Linked DNA regions of Mus musculus: region 1 is linked to region 2. The links are chromatin contacts, called in public HiChIP or PLAC-seq maps. All regions are on one chromosome and are shown on one strand. Each heading gives the region's core, a stretch centred on a gene start, on an enhancer-like site or on the middle of the called end of the contact. The rest is flanking DNA. Distances are from core to core; before and after follow the strand shown.

Evidence for each region. HiChIP or PLAC-seq counts read pairs in DNA pulled down with a chosen protein or histone mark.
Region 1: a contact with region 2 is called in an H3K27ac HiChIP or PLAC-seq map of trophoblast stem cells, with 3 times the contacts expected there. The contact joins two enhancer-like sites. A contact is called at or near these places in 21 of 484 Hi-C or Micro-C datasets (the AML12 cell line, the AtT-20 cell line, the Ba/F3 cell line and 7 more), 1 of 115 datasets of contacts at active chromatin or transcription factors (trophoblast stem cells) and 1 of 9 other capture datasets (embryonic stem cells).

The regions. Positions count from the first base shown.
Region 1 is chr13:73,288,380-73,293,174 of GRCm38.p6, forward strand. No RefSeq gene overlaps it. Among named protein-coding and RNA genes, the nearest start is that of Irx4, 30 kb to the left of the region's middle. Within about 2 kb of position 2,107, at least 30 of the 459 cell types and tissues checked have an H3K27ac peak or open chromatin away from gene starts, as enhancers often do. A contact at or near this core is called in trophoblast stem cells, where this site is marked.
Region 2 is chr13:73,075,949-73,081,454 of GRCm38.p6, forward strand. No RefSeq gene overlaps it. Among named protein-coding and RNA genes, the nearest start is that of Gm30154, 54 kb to the right of the region's middle. Within about 2 kb of position 1,498, at least 13 of the 459 cell types and tissues checked have an H3K27ac peak or open chromatin away from gene starts, as enhancers often do. A contact at or near this core is called in trophoblast stem cells, where this site is marked.

The DNA.
Region 1 (4,795 bases), core at 857-3,356, 210 kb after region 2:
GTCCCAGCCCCATCACTGTGAGGGGTTTCTGTGTGATTGCCATGCCATGCCATGCAGGCTGTAGTGGGCACCGTGGGCCTGTTCTGCCACTGCTGTGGGCTTTTCTTTACAAGGGCAGGACCATTGAGGATACAGTCTCTGGATTGAGACATCAAGAGTGGAATCTCACTTTCCAGCTAGTCCCAGGTGGGTGGATGAAAACCCCAGGAAAGCCATGTCCATGAGAGTGCTCAGGTGTTCCCCAAGGACCACAGTGAAGCCACTCTGTCGCTATCATACCCAGCCACAAGCTGAGACCAACAGGCTGCAGCAAACTCTGGTCTTCTGGAGGGAGACAGGGACAATCAGATTATAAAAGGTTTCCATGGGTGAAGTCTGAGCCAGCTCAGAACAGAGAGAACAAGACCAGATGACAGCTCAGAGGACAGCTCCTAATGATAAACTGGGAAGAGACAAAGGTTCGCCTAGTCCTTGAGGGCCACAGACTCCCTTTTGAGTGAAGGGGATGGGTGGAACCACGGGGACGTTGGCACATTCTAATCTGTTGCTCTGGCCACTGCTCTTCTTCCCAAATTGACCCCTTCTTGGGCTCTCTCGGACATGCTTAACTCAGGAGGCTCCTAGATCTGTAGACAGAAAGGAGTTCGAACACTGCCATCGGCAAGGTGGTTAGGCCTGAATCTCAAGATGGTTCCAACTGGATTCAGCCAGACACAGTCCTTTGTGGTGCCTAGACCACTCCATCTGTAAATGGAGTCAGGAGCGTAGTTTATCGCAAGAAAATCTCGTAGCTCGGGTAGCCTGGGGGAGGGCACCTGGACAGGTACAGGATGCAACAAGTATCACTCTGAAGCAGCCCACAGGCAGGGAGATAAAGGCTGAAAGGTATGCTGAAGCAGGAAAGCGTAGCACTCGGTAAAAGGGGCTGGTCTGTAAAGGCTTCAGGGTATACGGGGGAGGAAAAAGGGGGACCACGGGGACTATGGTCACCACATGGACTAAGAGTTACCGGTGAAGTACAGGATGCTTGCAGCCTGTGTGACTGAAACAATAGGCACATTGATTATGCCTTTGATTCAAAATGTAGCTTTTGCAATGCTGAGTGACTCTAAGAAAAACAGTAGCGTTTGACTAAAGACACTGCATCCATATTGGAGCATTGATACAATGTCTGCTCTGCTGTGACAGGTTAGCAATGGAGGGGAAGTATGCAGCTCTCTGCACTCTCTTTTCACTTTCTTATTTTGAAACAATGTCTTACTGTGTAGCCCAGACCAGCCTGGAACTCACAACCCAACCCTCCTACTTGGGATCACAAATGCTGGAATTACAAGCCTGTGACACCATTTTCAGCTGACTTTGCTCAAACAATAAAGTTTACTAAAACACAAAGTTCTCTAAAGTAAAAGTAGAAGAGAGATGATGGCAGAGAGAGAGAGAGAGAGAGAGAGAGAGCCATCATTTCACCTTCCTGGCTACCTCATAACCACGGTTTACTGTGCTCTAGAATCTTTCCTGATCTTAGACTCATGATAAAATATTCTTGCTGCATGAACATGTAATGAGCTGAAGGAGATAGGCTGTAAGTGTCCCAGATCTGCTCTTCCGAAGCGACCTCTGTGAGCAGCACAAGATCTCCAGCACCCAGCACCCAGCACCCAGAATCGTGGTTGCAACAGGGCAGCACTGACATTCTAGAGCCCCTCACTGGCCTGGTGGCATGTCTCGAACAAGCTAGAGGAGTCCACACCTGACAGTAGGCACATTCACAGTACTCCTGGGCCTGCACTGGATCCAGGGTCTGTGGGTGCCAAGCATTTCCCAGGCAATTCTACTTCTGAGTCTATGCAGCAGGGCCTCCGCCTGGGCCTGGATCTCTAGGAGGGAGGTGGTGCCTATTGCCACCAGGCCAGGTCTTCTGGAATGTCCTAGATGGCTCCGGTAGATAGATTTCCCATTCCCCCAGCTGCCTAGTAAGTCAGGCGCCTGCTCTGGCTGGCTGACAGGTGTCATCTGGCAGCCACTGACTCACAACCTGCAGCAGGGGCTGTGGCAATAGAGGCTTCCAAATAGCATAGTGACAGAGAAAGTCAAACAAAGGTGACTGCCCTGACATTCCTGGCTTCTTAGTCATAGTGGCTTACCTGCTGGAGGCTAGCTAAGCCCAGGGAAAAAGCACAGGTGTCCGGCAGGATGGCGCCTCTCTGGCGTCTCAGCACTAGCTCTGGAAGCACTGTGATGCAAGCAGGTGTGGGGAGGGATGACTTGAAAACAAGGTCAACAGTAGGTAAAGGTTATTTCTGTATGAATGTGTGCAGTACGTGCCATGCACATGCCTGTGTGAGCCCCCCTGTAAGCTCAGAGTAGCTAAGCTCTACCCCGTACCTCCCTTCATAGACTCAATGTTAAGATGGCCTAGGTGACCAGGTCTTTACAGGCTGAGACTGGACAGCCTCCTATGTGACAGAATGATTCTCTATAACCAAGTTTCAGGGCCCTGTGCACTCGGATGCCCCTTGCATTCTCATCAACAGCACAATGCCCTCCTAGCCACTAGTGCAGAGCGTACTTACAGCACACACTCACATATGGGCAGCGTCCTGCCTACCTAAGAGTTGAAAGCAAGTCGTGTGACAGGCATGTGATATTGCTATGGAAGGAGAACACCGGCTTTCCCACAGTGGACAGGTCTGGCAAAGGAAACAAAGGATCATAAATGAATTAGAGGGAGAGGAGGTCAGGGAAGGAAGGGGAAGAAGAGGAAGTGAGATAATGAAGGACAGAAACTAGTGAAAGAGGGATCCTGGCTCCTGGACACTGACCTCTCTTTTCCTGAGGTGATGGGTGGCAAGGCCAAAGCTGTGCTCAGCTGTGCTCACAGGCACAGTCCTTTACCACCACCCACTGCTGCAGAGAGAGGCCTGAAAGCAGGCAGGGGGCTGGAGGTATGTGAGGCTGCAGATAGCCTGAGAAAGCTCAGCTTGAGGAGCACGTGGCCCTGGGGAGTCAAGGTGGAGTCAGAAAATGCAGAGTGCCACTCAGTCATCTCTGTCCCCGGGTTTCAGTGGCCTCTGGGAGCTGGGGGAAGGTGGGTAGTGTTTCAAGGATAGACAATCCAGCCCAGGAGCCAAATCTTCTTAGCAAAAAGCCGCTGGTTCTAGAGAAATCAGAACATGGAAAAGCAAAGAGCAAAAGCAATGGAGCTAGCTGTTCGCCCTGTCCGCAGCTCTCTACTCTGCCCAGCTGCCAGGGTGTCAGAGGTGGGAGCCCAGAGCCTGCAGACCTCCAGAGGAGGCTGCTCATTCTGTGACATGGCCCTCATTAGTGTTCCCGTGCAGCAGCTGCATCCGTGCCTCACATCCTCTCTGACCATTTAATCTAAAGCCTTAAGTGAAACTTCCAGGGAACTAAGAGTCAGACACCTGGCCAGCTAATAAGTCCCAAGTGTGACACACATGTGAATACCTGTGCATGTATGCAGACAAGTACACAGACAAGCACATACTTGCTTGCTTGCATGCATACATATGTGCATATATGCACATATATACAAGCACACATAAGCTCATATGTATACGCAACTATACACCCACACATACAAAGACAAGAACATGCATGTTCATTTTTCACACTTACATGTGAACCCCTGCACACATGTGAGCACAGATATATGTTCATATGTATATACATGTACACAGCTGCATATACATAGAGAAGAACACACATACATCTTTCTATGTATACATATATGTATACCTACATATACATCTTTGAATGAACACATAAGCACACATGTACAGATGTATGTTTACATCTGCACACATAAGACATGTACATTCTCATATGTATTTGCATGTGTATATGCATGCTTACCTGTGTGTGTGTTTACATCTACTACATACACATATAAGAACACATATATGCTCATTTACATACATGTATGCACACTTGTGCACATATTTTCACATGAGTGTCTATGTGCACACCTGTATGTACATGCTCATATGTACACAGTTACCTCTGAACACACTTAAATATTCACAAACTGAAAGCTGACTCCAGCTTTGACTTGAGCCCACAGTCCAGGGGGATCAAGGAAGCCATAGCAATGTACCCAAGCCTCTCTGGTTTGCCTAAGATCTTCCTATCCCCCTGAAGGCAGCTATGGCACAGTGAGACGGTGCCTTATGGGTGGCTACATATCTGCTATCTTTCTCTGAGGGAATAGCAGGAAATACCCAAGGAAGTAAACTTCACTCTACCACACAGATGAAAGTGACCTCCGAGCTGAGTCACAGAGAGGGTCTACTGGAGCAGGAAGTGGCCAAGAGATGTTAGGATCAGGAGTCAGGATGAAGTAGAGGAGATGGGAAGGAATCAGCATGAGACTGGCTAATAGGCACTGGGTGCAGGGAACAGGGCTGGTGCAGGGGTACTTTGTGAAAGGGTGGGATATCATGGGAATACAGAGCTGTCTTCTTGAGATCCAACTCCTGGTGTTCTGAATGTTGACTGTGGCAGGGAGACCCGTGATAAAAGATCCTTTATCCTGACCTCCTCGGGACACCGGCTCTCAGGCCATCACCCCTCCATGAAGGCTGTGTCAGAGAGCTTGCCCTCCCAATACACGTTTCTGGAACCAGGCTTCCTTTGGCTGAAGGACTCACTCTCTTCATTATGCCTCTTGCAGAGCCAAGAACCCTCTGACCTCATGGAGCCTCGTGGTCCTGGGAACAAAGGCAGACAGTTTGTTTCTCTTCCTTATGCCTACACAGCAGCTAACTACTTGCACTGG
Region 2 (5,506 bases), core at 248-2,747:
TTTGTGGTATTATATTATTATTGGGTATACTTTGTCAAAAATTATAGACCAAGAAGAAGCAATTATGTACAGAGTATGAATTATGAAATTGTTAAGTAAGTTTCATAGATGTTAATTACAGGGACAGAGCAGTAGGCTCACCTTCCTTTTATTCATTGAAAGTAGACATCTGTGTGCATGCTCTTTTTGTTTTTATTAGAAACAGCAGGCATTTCGCCCAGCTCCTTAGCTTATTGCCACATCAGAAAAGGTCTCTCTGGTGAAGATTTGGGATTAGAGGTCCCAGTAGAGTGTCTGTCCTACTCAACAACAACAGTGAGTGCCAGCTTGGGAAGAGGGCACTGCTAACATCCACTCCCAGCACCTCAACAAACTGCTTACCATTGCCCCTGGCCTACTTCCTGATCTGGGGAATCCTGGCTGGTGTCAGAACACAGTGTGTATTCTGTAGTGTCGTGTACTTAACAGACGGTCTAGGTTTTAGACTCTTATATCCTTCTGTGAGTTCCATAACTCAAAGGGGGAATATGATAATAAAAAGAGCCTGAATACAAGAGACACATAAAAGAGTGAACCTAACAAATACCTGCATAGTCAACCTAACAGAAATATGCATATATGAACAACTAACAGGCATACATATGAGTTGACAAGCCAACTGAACACATACATGAATGACTGATCCAACAGATTCACACATGAACAGGGTGAACAGTGAGCCAAACACATCCATGGATGGAAAGTCAAGCCAACATGCACATGCATGAAAGATCAACAAAATATGCACAGACACTAACAGTCAACTCTACATACTAATACATCTAAGTGGCCAATCCAAAAGAAATAGAAATTTTCATGGACAGTCAAACCAAGAGATACACATGAATAATATACCCAACAGAAACATAAATAAATAGTCATCCAAATAGCCATCCTCATGTATGTATGTCATGCATAGACAAATGCATGAACAGTCAAACCAACAAACACACACATAAACTGTTGGCCTAGTATGTATGACCAATAGACACACACATGAATAGTCAACACAAAACACACACAAACATTCAAGAAAACAGGCACATACAACATTAACATTCCAACACAACAGGCACATACATGAAGTCAATTCAAAGACACACACATGAACAATCAAGTCAACAGACATAAGCAGTCATGAAAGACAATGGTAGTTGATACCACCTATGGGCAAGAATCTAGAACCTTGGTAAAACCAGTAATCAGTGCTGTCACCAAAATAGCAGGCACAGAACTAGAGACGGGAAGGAGTCAAGATGTCTACATGAACCAGGCTTGTAGTTACCACATGGTGAGAGCCGTCCACTGTGAGTTGACCCTGAAATCTACAAGGATACTCTCATAGGATGAGAGGTCAAGAGGTTATAATAACCAGAAAACAGATGAGCCATAAACAGCCTGAGGAAGCAGGGAGAGAGCAGCTAGCAGACAGTCAGGAAAGTCCCTCTGAGCATGAGTCAGAGGTCAGTCTGGGGCAAAAACATTCCAGACAGGTGGATGGAGCTGAGAGGTGTGCACCAGAAGTGTATACAGGGCCAGAGCTGGAGGTGGAACAGAAAGGAAGGGTTTGCAGATCAAGGTCAGACTGGGAATTCTCTCTGTTGCAATAGAGAGGTCAACAGCAGGGTAATGAGGTCTACGTGTTAAATTAATACCCATCTGGTTGCTGCTCAGGAAACAGAAACAAGAACATTCCCCAGGGCCCATCTGGAACCCACACAGCTGCCTCTTGCCAAAAGATCACCAATAGGTTTTTCATGAAGCTGATGGGATTTTCCAATGGTGCATGCATATGTGCGTGTTTATGTGTGTGTGAGACAACAGAATCACTTAAATGACAACTGAAGCCACAGCTACTGAGAAAACCTGGAGAGAAATAGAGCAAGTATTCAAGACAATAGTCCTGGTGTCAGGATTTTTTTTAATGCTTCAATGTCACTCCACACTTTTAAAGATGAGATTAGAAAAGTCAAGGCCACATGTGTATCTGTGGCCAGGTCTGGGGATACATTGGCAGAACTCCAGGCCTGAGCATTCTTATCCCTGAAGTGTGGGCTACAGAGGCCAACAATCTCAGCAGTGACATCATCTCGTGTATAAGACAGCTGTACCTTGAGTGTGAGGTCCAGTCTTGTCTAGCCCTCCTTGGTGTATACTGGAGCTGGCTGTAGTGTTGATGCTTGAACCAAAGCTCACTGAACCCCTCTTGGAGCTTTCCTGGTCAGACATTAACTTGTGTGTCTGGAGATTGAACCATTCTCTCTTTTTTCATTTCTGTAATAATTAATTGGGGATGGGGGTTATCGTGTTTATTCAGTAAAATGGAATCTGGCTCTTGCCCATGAATCAGGTAAGGAAAGGGCTATTCCATACAAGGCTTACCTCTTTCTCAGGTATGGACACAAACACCCAAAGATAAAGGTTTTTCCAACTGCACCTGCTTTTTTGGTGCTAGTTGTCAGACTGCTTATCTCCACACTTTCCCCAGAAGTACAGCTGTGCCTGCACAGGGAAAGGCAGTGTTCTCAGTAGCACATGGACTCCAACCACATAGTGCTATCCAAGAGCCATGTTAGTGGATGGAATGCCCATTTCGAAAGGAGAAAAATGTCTCAAAACAATAGGCAGTTTATTTCTGTCTCAGGCCAAGAGCAAAGCAGTGTTAGGAGGAGCAAAAAAAATTTAGCCTGTGGGCTATGAAATACCTGAAAGCAAAAAGGTGCAGAAGTAGGTGGAAAAAGAAAACGTCCTATAAATGGCTCAATTCCCATTTAAATTACAAAGCAATAATTTTCCCTTTTGAAGTCACTATTCAGAAATGCAGAATAGACAGAAACAAATTAGAAGCTATCTATAAATAGATGTAAGTCAAATATGGGAATTATATTTGAAAACCATTAGTACTCTTTATAAAGACATATGAGACTGTGAGAATGAACATCTGCAACTCCTGCTTTCACCATGAGAGAGTATCAGTATCCATCATAGTGTCCATGTGTCCTTCCCTTAAATAACTACAGACCTTTTGACACTGGCAGAAGGACAATTTGTATGGCTCTAAAGCTCTTCCAGAGATATAAGTATTTTTAAATAGGAAAGCTCTGAATGAAGAGCAATTTAGAGGAGCTAGCAACTTCCTTAGACCTAGAAATAAGTTTAAAGTACAAGCAATGGAAGTGTATAAAGCCCCAGGGAACTCACTGTGTAACCAGCATGAAACAAGGGCCACAGACTAGAGGCCCAATGAAGATGGTAAGCAGAGAGAGTGGCTGTCACATGACCAGGTGAAGCTCAGAGATTCTCAAGGAGAGTTCATATGACCTGCCTAAGCAGATGAGCTAGAGTAGTCAAGCTATGCCATTCCATACAACAAAATTCCCTGCTGCAGTATCCACTTAAGTATGAGAAGATGAACTACAAACGTGGTCACTGGTGGAAAAGGAACAGCCAGCCCTTCTGTGAGGACATTTTGCAGACAAAGCATAGGCAGCCAATTGAAGAAGGAGCTGCACAACAAAGGAGCTGTACATTCTGAGCTTATGATCATGGAACCATGAATACAGCAAGACATTCCAGGAACTGTCTGTCATGGACAAGCCACCAGATCACCTGCCGTGTGACTCCAGAAAGAGGTTTCTGGCCCTTAGTAGAATGTGTGCAAAACATGAACACTGGCCAGAGGGGACAAGTTCTCAGAGAAGCAGCAAATGTGAACCTCTGGTTTCACCAAGAGACACCAACTAGCAAACCATGCTGCAAGGATTCTCCATTCCCCATCAGCAGCCTGTCCCTGTGCCTCTCTCACAGCAGGTCCAGGTCACAGAACACAGAATTCCGATGACCTTTGGGTCACAGTGTGCTGAAGATCAGAGATGTGAAACACCCAATATCCATCAAAATTCTTTGAGATACATTTCCCAGAGTGTCCCACTAGCATATCTGCCAGGCCTTCCGGTGATCTACCAGAAGGAAACAAGTGTTGCACCTGTGGCTACCACTGAAAGAAAGTATCAATCTATCAACAGGAGACCCAGGTCGACCATCAAATACTACTATAATATACACTAAGCAAAACTACAAATTCAGTGCAGATGAGAAGGTGACACCATCTAACGGTCAAAGAGGATAGACAGGGCCAGTGAGGTGGACAAGTCTGACAGCCCGCATTTGACCTCTAGATAGAAAGTGAGAACCCGCTTCATGTGGTCCTCTGGCCTCCATACATGCATCACACATGTACACACAAATAAATAAATAACCTAAATAAATTAATTAGAATCAATTTATAGAGGTGGGTGGATTGGTGGATGGGTGGGTGGATGAATGGATAGATGGGTGGATGAAGGTAAGAAAGGAAGGAAAAGATTTTATATAAATATAAAATATTTATTTTTTTTATATACAAAGCATAGCTGCCTATGTGCAAAGGAAACATCAGCTGTTTACTGAGGAAGATGTGGCCAACACACCCACTGAGAAGGCTGGAGCAGCAGGAGAGAGCTGACTCCAGACTTCAATGTCTCCTCGATGCTCCCAAGCTTTGCCCTCTCTTATCCCATGTCTTCCAGACAAACAAGAAAGTGAGAGTCCCTCTCCTCCTCCAGCCTGGGTGAAAGTCAAATCAAAAGCCCTCGTGTTTTCCCCAAGTCTTCACAGTTGTAGAAAGCCATCACTAGATATCCCTTTTCTGCAGACATTTTCTGGACTTGTAATTCTCTACTGCTGTCCCCAAAGAGCCTCACTGTGCAATCACCAGCTTTGGATACTCTGGGTCCAGAGGTCTAATCACTACCTACTCCAGACATAATCTGAATGGCACAGCAGGAGGAAATGGGACGCCTGATCGTCCTTTTCCTGGTTGAGTTTACTGGAAATTTAGATAAGCTGTCTTCATCACGGGGCTTCTTTCCTGAACATTATCCAGTGTTATGACACCAGAGGCTGTGGCTGCCTGCAGTTCCTCTTCAGTTCTATCTGGAAGGTCATCTCCTGCTCTCCCTGAAGCTGCAGGGCCACACATTCCTGGTCTCTCTTCCTGCTCTTTCTGGAAGGTCATCTCCTGCCCTCCCTGAGGCTTCAGGGCCACACCAAACATGAGTGGGTTTCAAGCAGTTTTCTCTCCTGCTTTATTTATTTGAGCCATGTCATCAGACACATGACTTCTGCCTGTAACCCAGGTCTCCAGGGCTCTAATATTCATGCTGTCTATTATCCCTCTTGTCTCCTCCCACCTGTCAAATCTGTTCCCACTTCCTGATGGAATCCTACACTCAGCCGCAGACAGCCCAGAGGTGAAGATTAATATTTCAAGAGAAGTTGATGATAATTCCATGATAACTTTATTGGTTGAGCTCTGTGGGAAGATATGATATGCTCCAGGTCTGGGAGGTGTGAGGCAATGTGCTGTTTTAGGCATTTCGGAAGGTTGGTGAGATCTCCTTTCTCCGGTATGTATTCTCTGCATGTC